Linked DNA regions of Mus musculus: all the other regions are linked to region 1. Evidence: chromatin contacts called from public HiCAR-type and promoter capture Hi-C data. All regions are on one chromosome and are shown on one strand. The core of a region is the stretch at or near the end of the contact, and the rest is flanking DNA. Distances in the headings are between cores, read along the strand shown.

Evidence for each region. HiCAR-type assays count read pairs that join an accessible place to other places. Capture Hi-C pulls out chosen DNA fragments and counts their contacts.
Region 2: a contact with region 1 is called in a promoter capture Hi-C map of adipose tissue, with 2.8 times the contacts expected there. The contact joins the promoter of Trim12c here to the promoter of Rrp8 in region 1. A contact is called at or near these places in 3 of 39 promoter capture datasets (liver, neutrophils and pre-B cells) and 1 of 9 other capture datasets (adipose tissue).
Region 3: a contact with region 1 is called in a HiCAR-type map of embryonic stem cells, with 7 times the contacts expected there. The contact joins the promoter of Rbmxl2 here to the promoter of Rrp8 in region 1. A contact is called at or near these places in 3 of 39 promoter capture datasets (embryonic stem cells, liver and stem cell-derived epiblast-like cells) and 3 of 115 datasets of contacts at active chromatin or transcription factors (embryonic stem cells and stem cell-derived neural progenitor cells).

Annotation. Positions count from the first base shown.
Region 1 is chr7:105,734,114-105,738,431 of GRCm38.p6, reverse strand. It overlaps Rrp8 (ribosomal RNA processing 8, methyltransferase, homolog (yeast)), which reads left to right and starts at 1,848. Exons shown (of 7, transcript NM_025897.2): 1 at 1,848-2,134; 2 at 3,376-3,742; 3 at 3,979-4,318. The coding sequence starts at 2,036. Ilk (integrin linked kinase) reads right to left here and starts at 1,842. Exons shown (of 13, transcript NM_001161724.1): 1 at 1,716-1,842; 2 at 1,195-1,331. The coding sequence starts at 1,283.
Region 2 is chr7:104,351,153-104,355,112 of GRCm38.p6, reverse strand. It overlaps Trim12c (tripartite motif-containing 12C), which reads left to right and starts at 1,755. Exons shown (of 8, transcript NM_001146007.1): 1 at 1,755-1,919. It overlaps Gm38525 (tripartite motif-containing protein 30A-like), which reads left to right. Exons shown (of 8, transcript XM_006508379.2): 8 at 1-554. Gm36430 (a long non-coding RNA gene) reads right to left here and starts at 3,076. Exons shown (of 6, transcript XR_003946847.1): 1 at 2,142-3,076.
Region 3 is chr7:107,207,289-107,211,358 of GRCm38.p6, reverse strand. Rbmxl2 (RNA binding motif protein, X-linked-like 2) reads right to left here and starts at 1,914. Exons shown (of 1, transcript NM_029660.2): 1 at 443-1,914. The coding sequence starts at 1,849. The coding sequence ends at 692.

The sequences.
Region 1 (4,318 bases), core at 599-3,098:
TCTCAACACTGCACTTGTTGCTTCTGTTATCAGCCAGTATTTCAGAAAGTGTTCATAGTATCTGTTTCCTCACCTCCCATTCACTTTTCTCCCTGAGAAGCCTGCCATCTCTAGCGTGTAGATTATGTCTGATTCAAAGACTCTAGCAGCAACCACAAGTGGTTCCTTATGTGAAGGAACCCACTGTAATGCACTTTCCTGTTACTGTTCTGCAATAGCATTCAAAAGATCAAATTCATCCTAAATGTAAGTGAAATGAGACTTTTTAAATGCTCATCCATGCTCTTTAACTTCTCAGTAGCCTACAATTAACCACTCTTCTTTTATTAAAACATCCATTCTCTAATCTTAATCCATTTCTTATTTCTTATTCTGATGGTTGTTCCCTGTCAGCCAGGCTTCTCAACCTCTGCCTTTATTTTCTACTCTTCTAAGGTACTACATTCCACATTATAGAGTCTTCAGATACCATTTAAATGCTATTTGTGGCATCTTGGTCTCCCAATCCGACCTCCTGAACTTTAAATCTGCATGACTAACAACCTGCCAAGCGTTTCCAAGTCACTGTAGTGTCACCAAAACTGTGGCCAGTCCATAATGGAACCTCAGCAACTGCCAAGTATCCAAGTACCCAAACCTCCTTTTAAACCCCAGGTCATCTTTGACAACCCCTTCACATCCCATACCAACTCAATTACTTCATCCTTATGATTTTAGGGCTCTCACCCCAACCCTGTCTCAATTCTTGTATCCAAAACATCACTTTAAGGCAATTGCGTCCAGGGTGACGCCTGACAAATGGGTACTCTCATCACTACATAAGCTTCAGAACTTTAGACCTCTAATATCCTTTCCCACTTCTACCCAACGCTCTAGGGCGCAGAAACTCATCCTCCAGCTACATGTAATTCCAGACAATTTTCTGGCACTCAGGTCTGCCTCTGACATGAGTTCATAGAGGCTGCAAAGTTCCCGGGAACCGGATTGTGAAACTTAGTTTAAAAAAAAAAAAAAAAAAAACAAACCCAACTCCGACAGCTTCCTCTGTGTAGACGTTCCTCCATCAACAGGCTTTGCTTACTACTACTACTCCTTACACTGGATAGCAAAGTCAGCCGCCCCCGCCAGACATGAGCACCCCGAGTAGCGGAGAGAGGACTTGTAGCCGTCTCACTCGCCAACGCTTCAGCTCACCCCTGATTGAGGTCGTTCTCTGTGTTGTCCAGCCACAAGCGCACCGCCACCGCGTTGCCCTCCCGGCACTGAGTGAAAATGTCGTCCATAGCAGCGTCCCGGCACAGAGACCCCGGGACTGGGGAAGCCTCGGGGGACTGAGGGAGAACAGAGACAAGAGAATGACTCTCTGTGTGAGTTCCCTCAGGACAGAGGTGTCAGTGCTGGGATGGGGAGCGTCGCGAGAGGGACAGTGGTTGTCTATGAAGGGCTTCGGGCAGCGGACGACCCCTTGGCTCGAGGAGCAGGAGGGTCTGGGGGTGTAGGGTAGACTTTGCTAGTTTCCCGAGTTGGTGTCAGCCGGCTCTGAGCCCCGGCCCTCGAGCAAGGCTTGGGGGTGGGGGAAGGGACCCAAGCTGCAAACACCCGGGGGAGGGGACAGGGGTCCTTGCCCGGCGGCCCCGGCTCAGAACTGCTGCAGAGATCGCAGAGACGGGTTTGCAAGACAGCGTGGGGTAGGGCGCGGAGCTACCCACACTCACCGGGACTCGGGCCGCAGGCGCCTTCTCCGGGGGAACTCCCGTCCGGCCGCGCCCGCCGCCCGGCCCCGCCCCGGCCCGCCCCGGCCAGCTCGGGCCAGCGCGGGCCGCGGTCCCTCCCTTCCGACCTCCTACTGCCTCTCTAGCTCGCCAGCGGCTACGCTCTATGGTGCTCTGCTCCGCGAAGGCCGCTCTAGCTACCACAGAATTTCACTCGGTGGCTTCCGGCCCGGTTTGGTCCGACTCCAGCCCTAGGATTCCCTGACGCGCGCTGCACGTGGGCCAGAGCGTAGGCTCCTCCGGCCCTGCGGGCTACGGGTGGTATGTTCGAAGAGCCCGAATGGGTGGAGGCGGCCCCAGCCATCGTGGGCCTAGGGGCCGCGACAGCACAGGTTAGGCCGGCGACTGCCCCGCCAGTCAAGGTGAGCGGCCCTGCACTGGGCTGTTTGAAGGAGGTGAAGCCTACCCTCCGGGGGTCGTATTGGTTAGAGGGAGAGCCTGAATGCTATCGTGGATCGGGGTGGTGAGGGAGTTAGTTATGATCTGAAGATCCGGATAGTCCAAATAGGAATGCGGGATTCGGAGCGTGGAGCGTGGAGCGCAGAGCTTGAAAAGTTTAAGTTTTTTGTACACTAAGGGTAGAAATCAGTAGAGTTGTTTTAGCAGTGGAGTGGCTTCTCCAAGTTTTCTCTCACCTGGCATCACTTTATATACTGAGGATCGATTCCAGGGCTTCAGCGTGGTAGATAAGCATTTATTACTGAGCTGAATCCGTAGTCTTGAAAGGATTTTTAGAGGATTTTTAGTGGCAGTGTAGAAAGTATATTAGAGTAAAGGCAAGTGACTGGGAGGTTATCAGAATTACTATTCAAAAGAGGCTCAAGGTAAGGGTCTAGCTGAGGACAAGCAGCAGGACTTGAACCCCAAATCAGCTTCACGGAAAGCAGGCCTTTTCCTTTGAACCTCATCAGATATGAGGGTTTCAGTATCCCCTTGGGGTGTTCCTGACCTTCAGTTAGCCCAGGATGTTCTGCTCATTTCTGTAGTCCATTTCTGCTTGTCTGTGTGCAGCTTCTCTCTACTGCAGTTAGGAACTTTTTTTTTTTTTTTTTTTTTTTTCGAGACAGGGTTTCTCTGTGTAGCCCTGGCTGTCCTGGAACTCACTCTGTAGACCAGTCTGGCCTCGAACTCAGAAATCCGCTTGCCTCTGCCTCCCAAGTGCTGGGATTAAAGGTGTGTACCACCACTGCTGGCCAGTTAGGAACATTTTTAATAGACATGTGTGACACTGCCCTTCCTGTTTCAAAACAAAAAAAACAAACAAACAAAAAACCCTCTGCTGCTCCTAGAATGCTGTCAGTGGGAGGCAAAGATGGCTGCTGTCTTGCCTTGGTCCTGTTGTTTGTGTGCTTATCACATTCCTCTAAGGAAATCAACAGGCAATCCTTTACACGCTTAGAAAAGTAGGATGGGAACACTTTCTGCCCTCCAGTTTCCCAGAGGGTGGGATTGCAGCCTGAATGTTCTGGGCTTGGCTGACTTCACAGCAAACTTGTTAACTTTGGATGGGAAGAACGACCAGTAGCTGAAGCCCATCTCTCCTTTCTTAGTCTCCAGGCCTCGTCCATTCTCACACACACTCTCATCCCTTGTTTGCCTCCAGGGACGCAAGCGCCGCCATCTCTTGGCCACATTACGGGCTCTGGAAGCAGCATCTCTCTCCCAACAAACCCCCAGCCTACCTGGCAGTGACTCTGAGGAGGAGGAGGAGGTAGGAAGGAAGAAGAGACACCTCCAAAGGCCCTCACTTGCCAGCGTCTCAAAGGAAGTAGGGAAGAAAAGAAAAGGGAAATGTCAGAAACAGGCGCCATCCATCAGTGACTCTGAGGGGAAAGAAATAAGAAGAAAATGCCACAGACAAGCTCCTCCTCTTGGTGGGGTCTCTGCTGGAGAAGAAAAAGGAAAGAGAAAATGCCAGGAATATTCCTCTTTACACCTAACCCAGCCCCTGGACAGTGTTGACCAAACAGGTATCAGTATGTGTGAATATGGGGGTGGGGAGGCTGTGAACTGACTGCATAGATGATAAAGGTCTTTCTTTCTCTTACATAAACACACACGCACGCACACGGGTTGGATGGTAAGAGGCACTTTTATCCAGGCTACAGACTCTGTCTTAAGGACAAGGGAGTAGCCAGGATGACTTGCTATGCCTCTGAATTTAGGGGACCAAACCTCAAATGCCTTCTCATCTCCCTCTCTGCAGTTCACAATTCCAGGACGAGTACTGCTACAATTGACCCATCCAAGCCAAGCCCTGAGTCTATGTCACCTAACTCCTCACACACCCTGAGCCGCAAGCAGTGGCGGAACCGGCAGAAAAATAAGCGGAGACACAAGAACAAATTTCGGCCACTCCAGACACCAGAGCAGGCTCCTCCCAAGGCTTCCATAGAGGAGACTGAGGTGCCTCCTGTCCCAAAGTCAGATAGTCAAGAGTCTAGAGCTGGAGCCCTGCGAGCACGCATGACACAACGCCTGGATGGGGCCCGATTTCGCTACCTTAATGAACAGTTGTACTCAGGGCCCAGCAGTGCTGCCCGACG
Region 2 (3,960 bases), core at 506-3,005, 1.4 Mb after region 1:
ATAATCTGGGTATTTAATAGTTTTAATTCCCAAACAGGCCTTAGGAAGAAACAGAGAAAGCCTTAAGTAAAATGTAGAAAAGACAGAGACATGGTAGCTCTTGCCTCTATATTTCCAGGAATTAGAAACTATCCTAACACTCTAAATACTTGGTGAGTTCTAGGCCAGGCTTGAATATAGACTAAATCCCTGCCTCAAAAGAAATGTTAGAGGGTTTTTCATAACTATTAACATTTCAGAAGACTTGGAACATCAAAGCATTGTTTGTAAGCAATTGTGTCCACAGCAAGAACAACAGTGAGGCTTATGACCTCATCAAGATATGAAATTTAGGTAAGTGTATAGCTATGGATAGAGCACTAGCCCAGCATCCACAAGGACCGTGGTTCAATCACTGAAGTCAAAAGCCAAACTAAACAACAACAGCAAAAGTTCATGATCCCAGCACTGGGGAGGCTAAGGGAGCTAGAGCTCATTTAGGGTCAGTCTATCTGAAAGGAAGAAGAGTATAAGACAGTTGTAAGTATGTGAAATAAATTCAAACTACAGAGTTATGTCTGCTGTCACTCATCATTCCATATTTCAGTAGATCTGAGACTGTAGGGAAATAATTAGAGAGGCAAACAGGAAAGGGGATGAGACAGGTGATGGTGGCTTCTCCAACATTCACTCACACAACTGACTTTCTTTAATTAATTTGTGATTTATTTATTTATTCTTCTCTTTCTTTCTCCCTTCCTTTTCTCTTTGGAAAGCTTCAGGTGTTTCCCATGCCATCCTGATGTCAGTCACCATAGCTGAGGATGGCTTTGAGCTCCTGATCTCATGCAGCCAGCTGCAAGGCAGTGGCATCCTGTGCTGGTTTGAATAACAATGGCCCCAGAGGCTAAGATTTTTTGGATACTTGGTTCTTAGTTATCAGGACACTGTTCAGGAAAGATTAGGAGTGTGGCATTCTTGGAGAAAGTATGGCATGGGTGCAAGCTTTCAGAATTCAGTAGACTCTGAACCCCACCATCATTCTCTCTCTGCCTCAGGTTTCTGTAAGATGTGTCTCCAGTTGTGACTTCTCACTTCCTACTCCAGCACCTGCTCCAGCTCACTGCCTGTTATCAGGTTCTCCACTGTGGTGGTCATGAACTTTAACCCATAGGAACTGTGAATGCCAAATTAAACACTCTCCTTGTAACTTGTCCTAGTCATGGTATTTATCAGAGAAGTAGAAGAGTAAGTAAGACAGACCGCAGGGGCCACCACACATGGTTATATACACTTCTGAGGACCATCCCAGTGCTCCATGCTTGATAGGCAAGCACTATGTCAACTGTACCTCATTCTCAGCTCTACAGATTTCTCCCTTCTAATTCCGGTACTGCTGAGTCACTATATAGGTGTTCAATACACCTCTAAGCCAAATAGGAACCTCCAAGATATTCTGGTGAGGGACTCCTAGAAGGGAGGAAATGAATGGGTGGATCAGATCAGCACTGGAAAAGGACTAAGTCTGTTGAGCCACACAATACATAATCTGGTGGAGACTATTGGGCAGCTGGAGAGCCCTCTGCAGCTCATTACTCTCTGCTGTGAGGGTGGTGAGGTGTTTCTGCCTGGCTCTGCACATAACTCCTCCCCAGTCTCCAGAGCCAGCCAATGCTGATATGAGGATAACTTCCTCAGTCAGTGTGGGCCCTGCAGGCTTATGCAAAGGCATCTCATTGGTCTGTAGAGTTGTGGTTTCTGTTTCATTTCCAGCTCTCAAACTTTCGTTTCTCTAGCTTCGAGTCGGAAATACCTTGAAGTTCTGGATTGGTTAGTTAATTCTCCCTGGTTTACAACTTTCTGGCGTCTGATAACGGGCTGAGCAATTTTAGGGGGCAGACTTTTGAAGACTTTGAAAGGAGAACATTGCTTTTGCTTGGGTGAGTTTATCCTGTAAAAGCGGGGGAGGGGAAGGGGGAGGGGCTGCCGGCCTCTGGCTGAAAATGCAAATGGGGGAGCTTGAGGGAGGTGCCTCCTCAACAACAACAACAAAACACCACCACCACCAACAACAACAACAACAACAAAACTACTTTAAAGTTGTGTTTTTTCCAGGTTTAGTCTCCCCCTTCAGTTTCACAATCTGTAATTTTGAATTGTACCTTGTGCACGAGACCCAGAGCGTTGTTTCCTACCACAGACATTCCCTTTCCAGGCAGCAAAGCTGGATCAGAGCCTCTGCTTTTCAATGTGTTTTTGTGTGATAAAGTGGTACTTCCGCATACTTTAGGGCTTTGGTTCTTTACCGGATCGGACTCGTTTGAATGACCTTTTCACAGGAGTTGCACTTTAGATATCTCGCATATCATATATTCATATTATGATTCACAACAGTAGAAAAATATAGTTATGAGGTAGCAAATACCACAGTTTTATGGTTGGGGTCAATACAACACGAGGAAGTTTTCTAAAGAGTTGCAGCATTAGGAAAGTTGCAAAATACTCCTCTAAGAGTCCCAGAGTTTCTCTCAGTTTAGTACCAGAGACTGAGAGCCTGTTATTTAGTCACAGACCCTGTTTGACAGTCCCAAGCCTGGGAATAACTTCAGCTATTATCTTTCCCCTTCCGATATTTTCTCCATACCAATATAGACTTCAGCCCAGCTTGAGATTCCAGATAAACAGGAGGCAGAAGGATTATAAATTGATGGCCATCATCAGCAACTCAATAAGACTCATTCATAGAATATTTTTTTAAAAGACATCTGTGACTTAGTTCAGTGATAGAGTACTTTTCAAGCTTTGGGTTCAGTTCCCACGCAGAGGGGAAGGGGTGTTTGAAGATGGGAAAACTACTATGAGCATGCTCCAGTGACACATCTGAAGATTTCCCCCAAAGTGCCAGCTTTTGTAAGGTTTCTTGGAGAGAGGATACATTTTATGTTGCCCAGACTGGTCTCCAGCTTGTCCGACAGCCCCAGCCCCAAGTCTCTGTAGTGTCAGGAGCACATGACTGCAATAGCCTCTTTCTACCTTTAAAGAAAGAAAATTAAATTTTTGATTGATGTTAAAAAATGACAAATTAAAAAAAAAAAAAAAAAAAGCTTGAGAGAGCCATGGGAGAAACCAGTGTGATCAGGGATATCATGGCTTTGCTCTAAAGCTAATCTAGACGCCCAGAAGACATCAACAAACCTTCTCCTGTCAAGGTTGATTTTGTGTGTTTTGCTTTCTCAACAACTGTTTCTTGTCCGTGTTCATAAGCCAGTGCCTTCATTCTTGAATTTGCTTGAGTTCTTCCCTCCCCTCCCCTTCCCCTCCCCTCCCCTCTCTCCCTCTCCCTCTCCCTCTCCCTCTCCCTCTCCCTCTCCCTCTCCCTCTCCCTCTCCCTCTCCCTCTCCCTCTCCCTCTCCCTCTCCCTCTCCCTCTCCCTCTCCCTCTCCCTCTCCCTCTCTCTAAGTTAGTGTGGCTATGAATCTGTTACCTTTATTTCCTTACATATTGTCTTAAAGAAAGAACTTGGAGCAGCTGGGCACATGCATTTAATTCCAGTACTGGGAAGGCTGAGACAAGAGGAACCTTGTGAGTTCTAGGCCAACCTCATCTACATAGAGGGCTCCAAGACAGCCAGGGCTACATAGTAAAACCCTGCTCCCAAAATGAGAGAGGGGGTGGAGGGAGGGGAGAGAGAGAGAGAGACAGAGAAGGACAGAGACAGAGACAAAGAACAACAGCTCAGATTATTCATTAACACTTTTCCTTGGGTCTTTCTCATCAGCTTTCTCTTCCCTTCTGATAACTTTTGGTTTAGTTATTTTTTGTCTACTTGCCTGAGGCCAAGTATTAAGTTATTTACTTGAGATAATGTTTCTTTGTTTAATGTAGTCCCGGCAGGCTTCCCTCTTAGACTATCTAGACTGCTGAATTTGCTGAGATGTGTGCTCCCCTCTTAGACTGTCTGGAGCATAGAGTGCAGTGCTG
Region 3 (4,070 bases), core at 665-3,164, 1.5 Mb before region 1:
TTATGTAAATGCTATCTTGGGGAAGCAAGAGACAGGAGATTCTGCAGATCTCCAAAGAAAAAGCAAAATCGGCAAAGCAGTCAAAAAAAGTTAAAATAGCCAGCATCCACTTGCTTTTGACTCATAGATTGAATGGCACCTTCTTTACACAGCATCTGGTCTAAGTGGGTTTGGTTGCCGTTTGGTTGGTTTTTAGTACTGGAAACAGATTCAGTTTGAAAGACACTTTGAAATGGAGTAGCAAACACCAATTCCCCCCAACTCTTTCTCCCCAATCCCCAGTTTGGTCTGAGGGGCACGATCCTTTTTCCGCTTTAGGTGGGCAAGATTTCTGTGCAAAGACCTTAGAACTGTTTGCCTCATTTATCAGGCAAATTTGGAAGGGAAGAAGCCTTTACGGGAACTATTTTGAACGAGAAGGAAGACTACTACGCAGCAGGTTCAAGTCATACTTTTAACACGAGCTTGTTGAAACGTTTAACAATTCCAAAATGAAATTAAACGAGTTTTAACTTTTTTTTTGCCTCTCAAATGCATAAAATTGCAGAGGAAGTTAACAAGGGGGGAAAAAAATCTTAAAACGGTAAAAATAAGAAAAACAACTCTTCTTAGGACTAGTCCTTGGATGAGTTACCAGGAAACTGATTCTTCTTTTTCTAGACTTCCGATGCCAGTCCTGAGGCCAGCGGGCTCAGTACCTGCTCCGGCCTCCCCCTCGCTCCAGGCGGCTTCCCACGCGGCCTCCGCCCCTCGGGGGCGCCCGGCGGCCCGAGCGGCTGTAGGAATCCCGCGGCGCCGGGCAGTTTCGTTCTACAGACGGCGGCAGCCCGCGCTCCGGCCTACCCACGCGCTCACGGCCACTCGAGTAGCGCTCGCTGCGGTAGCTGTCGCGGCCGCCATAGCCGTCGGGCGAGCAGCCTCGGTACTCGTCATAGCGGCCCCCGCCGTAAGATGGCGGTGGCCCTCGGGCAGGACCGGCGCCACGCGGGTCCCCGTAGCTGTCGAAGGGGTCGCGGTAGGAGCCTCCGCTAGGATGCTCGTAGTCGCGCTCGCGGCCGCCGTAGCCGTCGCGCTCACAGTAGCCCCGGGAAGGGCATTCGTCTCGCGCGCTCGAGTGGCCATAGTCGCGGTAGGTGTAGTCGCGGGGCGAGGGCGCGAAGTCGCGCGGGTCCCGGGCGCTCGGGTAGTCGCGGCTCGAATAGCTCTCCCGGGGCGAGTAGCCCTCGTCGCGCGGGCCCAGGTACGGGTCGCGGCGCGGCGGTGGCAGCTCCCGGCGCGGCGGGCCCCCGTAGCCGTCTCGTCCCCGGGAGCCCGCCGCCCGCCCGCGAATTCCCGCGCCGCTGCGCGCGGGGCCCGACGGCGCTGCTCTTTTGGGCGGAGGCCCGGCCCGGCGCGGCGGCGGCCCGCGCTTCAGTGGCATGGGGGCCCGCGAAGGCCGCAGGTCGAAATCCCCCGTGTAGCCGCCTTCGTCGGCCGACCCGCCCCGGGAGGGAGGGCGCCTCGGGCCGCCGCCACGGGTCCCGCGCAGGCCCCTCGGGCGGCCGCGGCTTCGGGGAGGAGGGGGCCCGCGCCGGCCGCTCTCGAACACCGGCTTGGTGGCTTGGGCCACTTTGATGGCCTTACCATCCAGGGACTTGCCGTTCATGTCTCGGGCTGCGGCCTTGGCGTCCGCGGGGTTCTCGAAGGTGACGAAGGCGAAGCCTCTGGACTTGGAGGTTTCCCGGTCCTTCATCAGGAGCACCTCGATGATGCGGCCATACTTGCCGAAAGCGGTTTCGAGGCCCTTCTCGTCGGTCTCGAGGTTGAGACCGCCGATGAAGAGCTTCCCTGGACGGTCGGCTTCAACCATGTCGGCAGCAGCGACGGCAGCAGCGGCGATTGAGGTGGTGAAGAGCCGAGAGACGGCGCGACACTGAGCTCCTCGGCTGGTCCAGACCGCCTCCTACCGGTCGGGGAGCGCTGTGCGTAGGCGGGAGGGCGGAAGGCAGGGCCCGGCGGCCCCTGAGCCACGGGCGACTCCTGCCTGTGATTGGTCGGCAGGTCCGCACCTCAAGCGAGTGTCTCGGGGAGGCGGAAACTGGTTTGTGGCTTCGGTGGGCTCTCCCGGCTCACTCTGCTGGCCCTGGCTTCACGTGTGGGCCCCGTCCCAGAAGCGCGGCTGAATTCAAAAGCCGTTAGGCGAAGAAGAAAGAAAGTTCCATTGCTCTTAATGAGAAGAATCCCAAAGCATTCCAAACCTAGTTACCCACACGAGTTTAAAACAAACAAACAAACAAACAAACAACCCCCTGGAAAATGAAATTAGGAGTCGTTTAAAAGATTTAGAACGGAGTTTGTATATAAAGCTTAGTCATGAGATGCGGGGTTTATTTTTTCCCCTGAAGGGAAGAAGGTGTTGGAAGGGGAATCAACAGTGGAATAGATGGATTTACTTATTATTATTATTATTATTATTATTATTATTATTATTATTATTATTTACTTAAACCTTTGTCCGTTTGGTCTCATATGTGTACACGAAAATGGTTTTCACATTTCTTCCTGCCAGTTTGTAAGGTTTAATCCTAACCATGATTATCTTGTCTATTTCTCCTCCTTTTTAAAACTTCTCTTATAAAATGGTTTGTCATATTTTTCCTCAGCTGTGGAAGAAGTTTCTTATTCCATTTTCTCTAATGTTCTCTAAGTTTATAAATGTGCTTAGTTTGATGCCTAATCTTTCACGGGTGTGTGTATCCATGTAACCATGACCCCCACACGTCAAGATGCCTACCAGTCCCCTCACTGGAACTCTCCCATTGTATTTCCATCAGAACAGTGCCTGCTTTCCTCACAATTGGGCTCACTGTTTTCTCATCTACCACAAGTGGAATTTTCCTGTTCTTTGGCTTTATATACATTTACTTCTGTAATCACAATGAACTCTTGTGATTTTGCTGATTCACCCAGCATATTTTGTGATTTATCTATGTGACTAGTGTGATATTTTTAAAATATTTCTTATATAGTTCTTTTGCATCCTTTCTCCCTCTCTTTGGTGAACATTGGAACATCCACCACTCTGGAGAGTGCCTCCTTCCTAACCAAATCATTTAGGAAACCTGACCCCAAAATACATTTGGATTCCATTTAATTCCATTTTGCACTGTTAACACCTTCATACAAGCTACAGACATATAACACAGTCTTTGTCTAGGCTTCTTGGTATAGGGCTTCCTAAAACCCTTAGCATTTCTGGGAAAGAATGCCTTTTGTTATTTCTAGGACATACTTGGTGCCCAAGGATGACGCGATGGTTTGAATGAGAATGGCCCTATAGAATAATAGTTGAATGCTTACTCACCAGGGAGTGGAACGGTTGAGAAGGATTGGGAGGTGTGATCTTGTTGGAACAGTTGTGTCACTGGGTGTGTGCTTTAAGGTTTCAAAAACCCATGCCAGGCCCAGTGTCTTTCTCTCTCTGTCATCTTCCCTACACCCCCATCTTTGACAAGGATCAGAATGTAACTGTCACTTATTACTCTCGTGCCATGCATGCCTGCCTGCCACACTCTTCACCTCGATGATAATGAACTAACCTTTGGAAGCTGTAATCAAATCCCAGTAAAATGCTTTCTTCTACAAATTGCCTTGGTTATTGTGCCTCTTCACAGTAAATGATGTGTAAATAAATCACGTAAATGATGGTGGGGACCTAGGTAACTTTAGTGTGAGAGCTGATCACTTAATCAACCCAGTGATAAGAACTTGTGAACACTCACACACACACACACACACACACACACACACACACACACACACACACACACACACACCATTAATGTGCTGCAGTAAAAATATGGAGCTGAAAGAATAATATTTATTAAGGCTTACTTTCCCCTTAGAATTAATTTTGGAATAGTGTGAAATTATGCTAGATTTATATTATATTGATAGTGTCTTGGACACAGAACTCAATTGACCAGTAAAGAGTTATATAGTTATGTTTAGGAGTTCTACATGTTTTTTCCTGCTTGGAAAACCACCACTGTGTTTAAAGAGAGGAAAAGAGCTCTGGGTGGTTGTGTGGT